Linked DNA regions of Hordeum vulgare: all the other regions are linked to region 3. The links are chromatin contacts, called in public Hi-C maps. All regions are on one chromosome and are shown on one strand. Each heading gives the region's core, a stretch centred on a gene start, on an enhancer-like site or on the middle of the called end of the contact. The rest is flanking DNA. Distances are from core to core; before and after follow the strand shown. Region 1 holds the start of LOC123411345 (cyclin-dependent protein kinase inhibitor SMR1-like). Region 2 holds the start of LOC123438072 (RING-H2 finger protein ATL39-like). Region 3 holds the start of LOC123437999 (carotene epsilon-monooxygenase, chloroplastic).

Evidence for each region. A called contact is a pair of places that touch in the nucleus more often than the background predicts.
Region 1: a contact with region 3 is called in a Hi-C map of leaf, with 4 times the contacts expected there. The contact joins the promoter of LOC123411345 here to the promoter of LOC123437999 in region 3. A contact is called at or near these places in 3 of 6 Hi-C or Micro-C datasets (leaf and seedling).
Region 2: a Hi-C map of leaf shows a contact between it and region 3, with 5 times the contacts expected there. The contact joins the promoter of LOC123438072 here to the promoter of LOC123437999 in region 3. A contact is called at or near these places in 3 of 6 Hi-C or Micro-C datasets (leaf and seedling).

The regions. Positions count from the first base shown.
Region 1 is chr1H:370,439,925-370,443,704 of MorexV3_pseudomolecules_assembly, reverse strand. LOC123411345 (cyclin-dependent protein kinase inhibitor SMR1-like) reads left to right here and starts at 2,092. Exons shown (of 1, transcript XM_045104279.1): 1 at 2,092-3,245. The coding sequence starts at 2,355. The coding sequence ends at 2,768.
Region 2 is chr1H:371,341,937-371,345,867 of MorexV3_pseudomolecules_assembly, reverse strand. LOC123438072 (RING-H2 finger protein ATL39-like) reads right to left here and starts at 2,144. Exons shown (of 2, transcript XM_045115753.1): 1 at 1,136-2,144. The coding sequence starts at 1,809. The coding sequence ends at 1,183.
Region 3 is chr1H:370,850,464-370,854,656 of MorexV3_pseudomolecules_assembly, reverse strand. LOC123437999 (carotene epsilon-monooxygenase, chloroplastic) reads right to left here and starts at 2,251. Exons shown (of 12, transcript XR_006629190.1): 1 at 1,705-2,251.

The DNA of each region.
Region 1 (3,780 bases), core at 843-3,342, 410 kb after region 3:
TTTATCTTCTTAGACTTGCATGATATTTACTTTCCGCTGCTCAATCTCTAGATATAGATGTGTAGGAACTATTGGATGCAACTTAACTTGTGCAAAAATCTTCCCAAAACTCAAGTAAGTTAAAAACTGCTCATATGTCTTGTTAAGTGTCTATTCACCCCCTCCCCCTCTAGACGCCACTTCTCGGTCACACAACAATACATAAAGGGAGCATAATTTTTATAAAGAAGACCACCATAGGTGTCTCAAAAAGCAAGACACCCTCTAGTGTAAGTGGGATTCGCTCGTACCGATGGTTGTATTGAACGAATACCCGGAAATGGTCCCTAGAAGTTCATTAAAGGCACTTATCTAATGAGAGAGAGGTCCACTTCGCGACACTTTGCCTCTGTAATCCTATTGCACGCGTTCTACGCTATATAAAGGAGAAGGAGGACGCTAGATCCATCCCCTTGTTTTCATACCAAGTTATCTCAATCATGCATGAGCTCTGCCAATGTAACCACCTAGCAAGAGTCACCATCTCCATCTCCCTCAGATATACTTACAGTCGAGATTCCATCGCAGCATGCAATATTACAAGATGGGTAATCATTCATCATTAAATAAACCCTTCTACCTTGTCTCTTATTTGTTATTCCATTGTGATGTGTGATTAATGCTCACGCACATTCTACCTATGGGGTCCATAATATGATTATTGTTATATTATGTTTGTGCAATTGTTTGTTCCTTTTCTCCTCTAGATCCTAGGACTAGCCGGTATCTGACGCGTCAATGGTCGTCCAAATGAGAGGCAGTTATCAAGGAAGAATGGAAGGGTACTCCGAAGAATGGTGACATTAAAGCTACAACAAATTGTTGTTTACTTTCATGACATACTAGTTGATAGAGAATATCTTGTTGATCATCACGTGCATGTTGCAATGAAACGTTACCTAACTAGAAATTATTCGCCATCGTTAATATACGGATCTTTTGCACCGCCCAACTCATTTTCTTAGGCATTGATGTTTCCTCAAATGGTATGAAGTTGGTTAGTCTAACATTGGCACGATAAAGAGTTGTCATTAACCCACTAACGTGACACAAGTATGGAGTGTGTCATTTATGAGCTTTCTAAGTTTGGAGAGCGACCGCCCCTCCCCCAAAAAAATGGCATAGACAGTGTGCAAATTATAATCCTCTTGCCCATCCTTGACCTTGCTCCAAAGGGTGAGCTTACGGAAGGCGGCCTCAGCTATCGCCACTTGTACTTCCTGCTTGGCATAGATTGGCAATGCCATTTTGAGGCGGGCATGTGCTAGGTTCAAAGACAAGACAAGTGTCTGTTGCAGTTTATTCAAAGTCGTAATTTGGCAAAGCATCAAGTGCACAATGTGTGATGCTCATTCTTAGATTAATTTTTTCATGCTATTCCTATGCAATACTACTCCCTCTCTGTTTGAAATGTTTGTCTTTGGAATATTTACTCGGTCAACTCTGATCATCTATTTAAAATAGTTATATATTTCAATATTGCAAAGTTTGATGTTGTCCATGTTGACAACTCTTTTGTTGATAATCAAATGTGTGAAGTTTGACCAACGCAATTTCGATAAGGATTAACATGTTGAAAAGGATACATGTAGTAGATTTACCCATTTCTTGTTGTTGGAATTGATAACACAATTCATGAAATTCATCCACGAAAATGTTGTTTAATGTTACGCCGAGAATTAAGATAAAAACTATATGTATGTCTTCCGAGAAATTAACCACTAACCTAATTGAAAATGCTTCCGAGAATCTTTCTATATTCATAAAATCGAAACTATGATCAAGAGCTATATGTATGTCTCTTTGTGCAAGACGTTATGTATCTTATGGAAGAGGGAGTGAACACTTCCGTTGGACGGTTAAAGCAGCTTGGATTGCTTAGGATAAGATGAGATAAAACCGAAGCGGGATTTAGGTCAAAAATACGGCTCCACTTGTGTACAAACTAAACTAAGAGAAACAGTACTAGTAGTACAAGGACCTAAACGCAATAAGCAAATCAAGTTAGCCGTGCTGGGCACAAAAGGACACGCGCCCAATACAAAAGTGCGGCTACAAAGGCGGGCCCTTTCTCCCAAAACCGGAGCATATCCCCACCCAAACCCACCTCGCATCACCATTCAGCAGGCCAGTGCCCCAAGCAACCTTCCCCTCCTCCTCCTCCCCGAGCTCCCTCGTTCCCTCCACTACCCCGCACGCGCCGCCGCCACCAACCCAAGAAGCTCCCTCTCATCTTCACCCTTCCTTCTTCCTCCTCTCTCTACAGGCACAAGAGTAGGTGCCGCGCAGGCCGGCATCGAGATTCGAGACCGGCCATGTCGGCGTCGCCCGAGTTCTACAAGCCGGCGCCGGCCTTCTCGCCGTGCCGCTCGCCGCTGACCCCGCACAGAGACGCCGCCGCAACAGCGGGCGGGGTAGCGGCGGGAGTAGGCCAGCAGGCGGGCGCGTGGGAGGAGCAGTGCTGCCGGACGCCGACGGGCGCGGGGAGCGATCTGAAGCAGGCGGCCCCGACGTGCCCGCCGGCGCCGAGGAAGCCGCGGGCGCCGGCCGCGCCGTGCCGGAAGCGGCTGTTCGAGGTGGAGGTGTTCAGCCTGCGGCTGGAGGAGCTGGAGCGCCTCTTCTGGCGCCCGCACGCGCCGCCGCCGCCGCCCGAGAAGAAGGCCAAGCTCAAGCGCCGCAGGGTGGCTCCGCCGAGCGCCTCGCCGTCGCCGGGGCCCAGCAAGAGCTAGCCGCCGCCCTCCTGCTCGCCTCCAGGCCAAGCCGTTTTGGCCTGCCGGTGCTAGTCGCGGTAGCCAGCCGGTGTAAGATTTGCTAGTACCGCGTTTTTACTGCTGTACTCGTGCTCTATGCTGCTGCTACTACTACTAGCTGCTGCCTATGTTAGTACGTATTACTCGATTAGTTCAGTTCGTGGCACCCATAGCCATAGCTAGGTAGTGGTAGTAGTGGTAGTAGAAGAAGCAGTACTTCTTGCTTTTTACTACTGTACCTGATACGCCGTAGCACTGTGGTCAGTGGAGCAATGGTAAACTTGTAATAGGTCAAATTTCCTTCGATGGTGTAATAATAGGTTAAAATTTCCTTCCATGGGGTGCAGCCTGTATAGATGTGTAACGAGAAGCTCGATCGCTGCTGTATCCGCCTACTACTATGTATCAGTCTAAGCACTCTCGTTCCCAATACAAGCACTAGTTATTTATTCTTCAGTCTTGTGTTCTACTACTGTATTTCCTCCGAATTTTTAGCCTTGTTCGGTTTGGAGGGGTCGAGGAGGGATAAATTCCAAATCCCCCAATTCTTGCAAGAGGATTAACTGAACAAGGCCAAGCAGGAGCAGCTTTGAATTTGTTATTGGCGGGTCGCTACAACACTTACGGCAAGCTAGGGCACGAGAGATGTTGTGATTCGTCAGTGATTTTGAGCAGTTTTTCTTTCATGGAATAATCCTGGCTTTCATTGCACGATGGTTGGCGTGGGGCGCCTAGGACGCCGGCGCGGCCGGCCCTATGCTGCCGCTGGGAGTTGCTGTCTCCTTCCGTCCTTGTCTCCTACGTTTGCCGCTTGGTGGCGTCCTGTTTCCCTTCGATTGATTGCAACCCTTGCTGGTTCCTAATGGATTCTTAACTCCTTCCGTTCAGTGGATGGATAACGCAGCGACGGCTACTGCATCTTACTATAAAAATCCGGCCATCCACCCACTGTCTATGCAGATGCAGGGGAGAGGAGAGGAGGAATCATCCG
Region 2 (3,931 bases), core at 895-3,394, 490 kb before region 3:
GAGTACATATAGATTGAAATGGATGAACAGACACAAAAACACGTCTATATGCATTCAATTCAGGAAAAAAACATCTTATATTTCGAAATGGAGAGAGTAATTACTAAGCCATATGGTCTCTTGCGAGGCTTCATAAATCATATCTACTACAAACTAGTATGCTACAAACAAAATCATATTCCCTCCGTTCTAAAATATAAGACCATTTAGGTATTTCACTAGAAGATTACATACGGAGCAAAATGAGTGAATCTATACTCTAAAATATGTCTATGTACATCCGTATGTAGTTTATAATACAATCTTTAAAAGGTCTTATATTTAGGAACGGAGGGAGTATCTGATAGGAACCGGGATGAGATAGATAGCTCAGTTTATTTTATTTTTATTTATTCATTAGCGAAAGCTCAAATTGGGTATTTGACATGTCACTATCTAGCGGGGTGTAATTTTCCCAAGTGACAAATTTGCGCAGGCTACAATTGGATTTTGAAAGCAACCACCTAATACCTATCCAATAATATAAGCAATATATAAAAAGAAAACGTCTCCTTGTTGGCCTGGCCCCATTTAAATTTATTTATTCTGAAGATGCAGGGTCAGGCGAGGAAGGGGTCAATGATTTGTGCTCCCTTTAGCCAACACAAGGAGGAGACTTCTTCCCAATTTCTGGCTTGCTGTCTATGCATGTATGATTGTATGATGGCCTTGATAATATAGCTTAGTAGCTGGTTTATAATGTCTGCAACTAAGGTAGTCGGTGCTTTTACATACTCAAAATGATTAGCAACTATACATTTAACAAATATCCTAACAAATACTAACATAATTAATGTTCTTTTAGATCAACTAACATGATTAATAATACCTTTTTTCTTATATGTTTGCATTAGTTTTGCCTCTTCGGAGCCTACCACGGCGAAATAGACCGGCAAAGTTAGGAACGCTTTTCCTCAAATTTACAGAATCAAGGTGCCTAATTCCTAGCCATTTTTATTGAACAAAGAAATCATCACATTGCATCTATAGCTTTGATTATACACAACTCAGTGTTCTTCAAAGAACTTGCACAATCGTGAATTTATTATCACTCTGTACTATGTACTATCACACCAGAGCTACAGCATAAACTTACCAAGTAAGGTTAGCTGTGCCTGTACAACCCCAGGCACGTACGCGTCATCACCCGCCCGCCCTCGCGGTCGCCGGCGCGCGCCTCGCCGCGGCCTCCTCTTCTCTTATCGCTTCGATCATGGCGACCACGCGCTCCAGGACGATCTCCTGGTCGTCGCCGTCGTGGCCGGCATCCGGGCCTGCGTGGTCGGCGTAGTAGCAGACCACGACGCACCGGCAGACGGGGCATGAGTTGCGCACGTCGAGCCACCGGTCGATGCAGGGGGCGTGGAAGACGTGGCCGCACGCCGGGACGACCTTGACGCCGTCGTCGTCGCCGAAGGCCTCGAGGCAGACGGGGCAGTCCCCCTCGGGCTGCTGCCCCTTCTTGGCGCCAGCGTAAGCGCCGGCGTCGGCGTAGCGCACCACGGGGAGCGCCGCGCCGTCGGCTGGGCGGAGGAGGGCGCTCGGGAAGCCGTGGCGCATGGCACGGCCGCCGCGCGCGGCCGCCATGGCCCGCTGCCGAGCGCAGCGGCAGTAGGTGCAGAGCAGGATGAAGCAGAGCACGATGGAGAGGAACACCACGGCCGTGGCCGCCCCCGACGAGAGGTCGAACTGAGACTTGCCCGACGTCGGGGCGGCCAAAGGGTCGTCGCGCGAGGGCGCCAGCCGTCTCGCGTGCGCCGCCGTGGCCATGTCTCCGGCGCCTGCTCGTGCGCGCGACGCGCTCTCGTCCCTGGTTGACTGGTTGTCCGGAGGCCACAGGCCGAGAGAGGGAGTTCTGCACAGCTTTACAGGTGGCCCATTTTTTCCGTGTAATTGAACGCGAGTTTATTGTGAGATGCTAGGTTTTGGGCTATGCGGGTCGGCCAATCTTTTTTTTTTTAGGAAATCAGTCAAGTCCAAAACCATTGATCACGTGATCTCTGGTTGGATGATTAGGGGACACTGATATCTCAAATTCATAAGAATTCAAGTCTCAGACTTGATATTGGGATGTTATTATACTAAATTTATTGTAGTCTTTTTAACAATGTGCGTTTAGTAGAAAGGTATATTCCCGTCGACTACTAAGATGTCTATGACGACTTCATGAATCTTAAGATGATATGCAAACTCAATGTTTTGAAGATGTTTATAGAGATATGATATGCATGTGTGCATCCATATGAGTAAGCTTATGCGCGTACGTATAACCGTCGGTCATCTCTAGCCACATCCTTTCATTTTAGAAAACCATGACTAGATCATCCTTCCCACCCATCTCCGCTTCGGCACAGTTACAATCCCCATATTCAATATGCTATTGCAGCACCACGGGTGCCTTGCACAACCGCGCCTTGAGCTCACAACAAGTAGGAATAGTTTGTGAACAGCCTCACCGCACCTCTGTGTGGCCGTCCGCGGCAGCTGGCATTGATGTGTGGCACCCTGTTCCCAATGACCCTCCTGTAGCGTCGCTCGTCATCCTTGCGACAGTTGCGGCGATCAGCTTGCAACATATAATGTGACCTTGCAACATCCGCCCCCATCGCTGCATCATCATATGGCCTACTCACTGTATCACGAGCTATATGTCATCGTCGCCCCGACCGATGTTACAATGTTGGCAACGCCCCTGTAGCATCGTGCAATCATCGCAACACTATCAACGAACCTTGAAAGGTCTGATGATCACCTCTTCTGAGAGCTCGGGGTTGGCTTTGCAGCGCCACAGAGTGTCGCCCTTGTAGCATCAGTTGCAAGTAGTCGACGGTCTTCCGGCATCACCGCCGCATCACTAGCCATCGTGCTCACATCATCACTAGATGACCGCTCACAGTGCGAGCGGTGCATGTTCCTAGGGCGCCACCCTGGCTCATTGGCTACTATTGTGCCATTGCGGCAGAGGCCATTGGTCATGGAGAGAGGTGTATCCTCTTCCCGACGTCACTTGGGGTGGTACGGGGAGGGATTGGCCACCGAATTGAGCACCACCGGTTAGGGGCATGCATCCCATGGTGAATACTACAAGGGAGAAGAAACAGTATCACCGGCGAGATCCATAATGGTGGTGAAGGAGAGGATTGGAGGTGGTCTTGGACTTTGGGGGAGAAAACTTTGGTTGGTAAAGGAGGCAAGGTGATAGAGGGCAAGCCTCTAGGATGGCCTCATCTTCACGAATTGGAGGTGGATTTGAGGAAGAACACGATAAACAAGAGAAGAAACAAGATGGAAACACTAAAATCAACACACATAGATGCAAATAAAGATACACATAGATAGATCATTGGTCCAAATCATCCAAAGAGAGATGAAACAAGATAGGGTTCTTCCCCAAGTGCTAAGACAAGGACAACTTAATGCTTGTCGTGGTATTTTCATGACAGATGCCATGAGTGGCTTATCTCCTGTAGTTAGGAACCGATGAGCGTCGACGGTGTCCGGATGCGGGACTAGGCACAAGCACAAACGGACACAATGGTGCACCTAGGTTCAGGGCCCTCATGTGGAGGTAACACCCCTACTCCTGCAAGGATCTTAATGATGAACTCATGGTGTACAATGCTGCTCTTGGAGTTGTATCAGAGGAGTAAGAAGAGGGCTCTAGGCTCTCCTTTCTCCCTTAAGTGTGTGTGGCTGGAATAAATGATCGGTCCCCGCCTTAGGAGGAATCCTCGGAAGCCTTATACTTGTCTGATAAAGAGGGGTGGGCCCCTACTGCCAGCGTCTCTGGCCTCCAGTGGGGCCCATCAGCTGCGGGGTCTTGTTGGTCGTAGGGCTCGTTGGTTGCTTGGTACTGCCCGTAGGCTACGACAACACGGAGTGGGTGGCACGA
Region 3 (4,193 bases), core at 1,002-3,501:
CATATTGGAAGGAGCTACACCGACACCATGTACCAGATAGTATATCAGCAAGTAAGGTGTATAACTGTTGTCTTAAGTCAAACTTGTGTAAGGTTGGCCAAGTTTATACTAGAAAAAACTGTTACAACTACAATACCAAGCCAAAACCATTTGATCCATTATAAAATGGGCTGTGCTACGCGTCGGCCGGCGCATCTTTTTAAAAGATCCGCCGGTCTACGAGCTGTCTGATCTGACCCTATCTCCGGGTCAGGCGTTATTGCCTTTTTGCAACAGAAGACGTGTTGCGAGAACCTTTTTGCAACACATGTCTTGTTGCAGAAATATTTGTAACAAATGTTTTCTTGCAGATTTTTTTGCAACCTAGGTCTTGTTGCAGAATATTTTTGAGATTTTTTTTAAATAGATCTCTTGTTGCAGTTTTTTATTGCAACAGATGTCTTGTTACAGAAAGCCAATGTGTTGCATTCCTTGCGGTCATGGCCTCGAGCAGAAGCTCGGTCTTGTTGGGGAAGGGAGAAGGGGAGTTGCGTATGCAATGATGGATTGATGGTGGTGGTGGAGGTGATGCAACATGGGGCAGGAGCGGCATGGATCGGCAACGACGGCTGGAGCGGAGATCCGGCATGCGCGCTCGAGCGGCCACGGCCACTGGCCGCAAGTGGACACACGGAGACGGGGAGTGGCGACCTCACCGGCGTGCTTGTCGGCAGCCTCGTCCGTGTGCTGCCGGCGGCGAGCAGCAGTGGCGGCGGTCGGAGCAGCACATGGAGGTGTCAGCTTAACGGGGAGCTCGGGAGAGCACGAGAGGATCCAGATCCAGATCCCGCAACACATTACTTGTTGCGGTGGGGGGATTGCAACAACGGCTCAGTTGCGAAAATTAGTCTAGTTAATACATTGCTTCCGAGCCATCTGATTAAAATTGATCTGAAGGTCACGAAGCCGGCAGACGCAGACGTGGTTATCAGTCGGGTGATTTGAATCATTTCCCTTATGAAATAGGGTCGCGATAACGCCCACATGTGTGGGCATTAAGGGGTCTTGCCACACGTCTCGTGTGGTATCTAAGAAAACCAGCCCACACGCCTACGTGTGGGCCAAACAGATAATGCCCACACGTCCAGCCTCCTGTCTCGCGGTCCCGCCTAGACGCCTACGAGTGGGCAAAATAGGTAACGCCCACAAGCCCGGTCTCCTACCCCACGGTCCCGCACGCCCGCGTGACTGTCAACAGTTGCCATGGTTGCTGAACTGCAGTTGTCATGATTGTCCAGCTGCAATCGCCATGTCTGAACAAACTGCAGTTGCCATCTCAGGTCAAGTGCAGTTGTCATTTATGGACAACTGTAGCTGTTGCCATGTATGGCCTGGTCTACTACAGTTGCCATGATTTGAAAAACTTTAAGAGTTGTCACCTACTAACACTAGACAGTTGCCATATAACACTTGAAAGACAAGGCAAAAATAATATCATGGAGTTGCCATATGCTTCTAAGCACACTAGGCAATTGCCACAAAAACACTACAAAAAAGACATGGCAAAAATAACATATTCGGGTAAGAGAGAGAGTTGCCATCTGCTTACAAGCATAGTAGGCAGTTGCCATGTATCACTACCAAAAAAAAAAATGATAACTGATAGTTTGGGATGTGGGAGAGGAGACGCTAATAACATTTGAGAGATAGAGAGAGAGAGCACACCGTCCAGAGCGCTCCCTCGGCGATGGCGAACCCAGAGCCAAAGAGGAACTCGGAGACCTCGGCGACGAGCCCCTTCTCGTACCGCGTGCCGTACCCGCGGAGGACGTGCTTGGCCACGGCGGGGTCGCTGACGATGACGAAGTCGCGCGGCCCCGCGGCGAGGCGGTAGACGGGCCCTTCCTCGCGGAACCACTTGAAGAGCGGGAGGAAGAGCGCGCCCCCGAGGAGGTCCTGCACGTCGTCGAGCTTGGCGGAGGCGACGGGGATCCCCGAGTCGTCGTTTCCCCGGCCGAGCACCGAGCGGGACAGCGACGTGAGCCAGTCGGGGCTGACCCACGACGTGGTGGGCTTGTCCCCTCCGCCGCCGCTGCTCCTTGGCGGGGGCAGGCGGAGGCTAGCGTGCCGAGGGGACGGTCGTGGGGCCCATGGAGGAGGAGGAGACGCGAGCGCGGAGGCGAATGCCGCGGCGGGCATCGCGCCGGCCGCCGCGGAGTTATGTCAATTTGGGTCGGGTTTGGGTGAGAGCAGTAGTGGGGGTGTGTGACAGAGAGAAGGGAGAAGAGGAAGAGGATGAGGTTTTATTATTATTGTTATTTTGAGGGAGAGCGCTGCGTGAGAGTGAGACCGTGAGAGCATCTCCAACGGCCCGTCAAATTCCACGCAGCATGCTCCACATCTTCAAATATTATAGCCTCTCAAAAATAAGTACTCCTCGGTAAACTAATATAAAAACATTTAAATTATTATTTTATTTATTTAAGCACTCTTATAATTAGTTTACGGAGGAAGTACATCCTATTCTTAATTCTTAGCGTAGTTTTCTGTAAAGCTAGAGTATTATGTTAGTTTTTCTTTCAAATAAATGTTATGTTGGTTTGATGATGCATTTTATGAGTGATTTTTACGTGCCAGAAATGATGCCACAGTGCTTTAAAAACCGCGGTTTAGACTACCTTGGATAATAACGCTGCTCCAATGGGTGATGCATATGCATATGGTGATGAGAAAAATTATGCAGCACAAAAAATGAAACCTCGATAAAATGCATCATCAGATGCAAAAACTACTTTTTCGATACATGGCACCGTAGAATCGAAGCGAAAACTGTGTTTTTCAGATCGAGAGAAGCTTTTTACCACGCCTCCCAAAAATATTTATGGGTCCAACGCGTTTGCGGGTTCTGATCGTTGCTACTTTTTCGTGCGGACACATATTTAGACGGTTATTTTACGGGTCGGGGCATTATACTGGTTCTGCTAGATATGCTCTAATTAGGGAGCAACTATCTAGCATTTCTTCGGGAGCCTTTCAAGGTTTCTTTCACGCACAACCACTTGGCGCGTTCTCAGTCGTCGTCACGTGCGCGTTCTTAGTCGTCGTCACGATTTCACGTTTAGGACGTTTCCTCTAGATTTTTTTTCGCACATATTTTTAGCCCTTTAAATGATTTTTCATTTTTTTGTGTTTTGTTTTTTCAACTGTCTTTCTTACCTTTTGGTCGGAAAAAATCAAAACAAAAAATGCATGAAAAAACATGTTTTCCTTTTTCATTGGTGCGAGGAACAGTTTTTTCTAGATTTGAAGCTATCATTGTATTTCAAGTACTTTTCACATAATTTTTTATTAATTGGCCATGGAATATTTTAGTAATTAACCACGACAAATTTAGTTAATGGATCATGGCAACTTTTAGTAATTCATCATGGCAAATTACATTCATGTATCATGCTAATTTTAGTATTTTGACCATGGCAATTCTAGTATTTTAAACATAGAAAATATTTTTTGTAAGAACCATAACACATTTTAAGGCACGTATCATGATAAATTTAAGTAATTCATCATGAAAATTTTAGTTTATGGTTCATGTCAAATTTGAGCCATTAGACATGCATTTTTAAAGTAATTAATGGCATAATTCTTTTTTACTTGTGAATCATGTCAAAATTATTTCATGGATCATGAAAAATGTAGTTTCTTAATTCCCTTTTTTATAACATGTCAAAAATTACCTTAAACGTGGAAGAAAAATAGTTGAAATATATCGTGACAATTTGGGTGTAATCATGATGGCAATTTATGTGTAATAGACATGATAATTTTTAACCAAGAAAGGTCATCGTAACATATAAATATAAGATCTAGTTTCGAAGATCCCGTCGCGGCAGATTTAATGGTGAAAACGATTTCTCAATCGGATTTTTTATTTAAAAGATAAAACATTCTTAAAACTAAAAAGACAAAAAATTCTGCTCACATCATCAGTTTCATTACTTGTGCATGTATGTAGTGACATGACCCAATGTGTGACCATAGGGCGTGTGGCCAGGTGTTATTCCCAGCACACGTGTGGTGGTTATCGATGCCCAAAAAATGTGCTTTGTGTTTTTTTCCTTTCTCGAGAGACATTGTTTTGTTTCTATGAGAGGTACGGATTTGCTTCCGCAAGAGGCACCGCGAGAAGCACATGTTGGAAATATTCCCTAGAG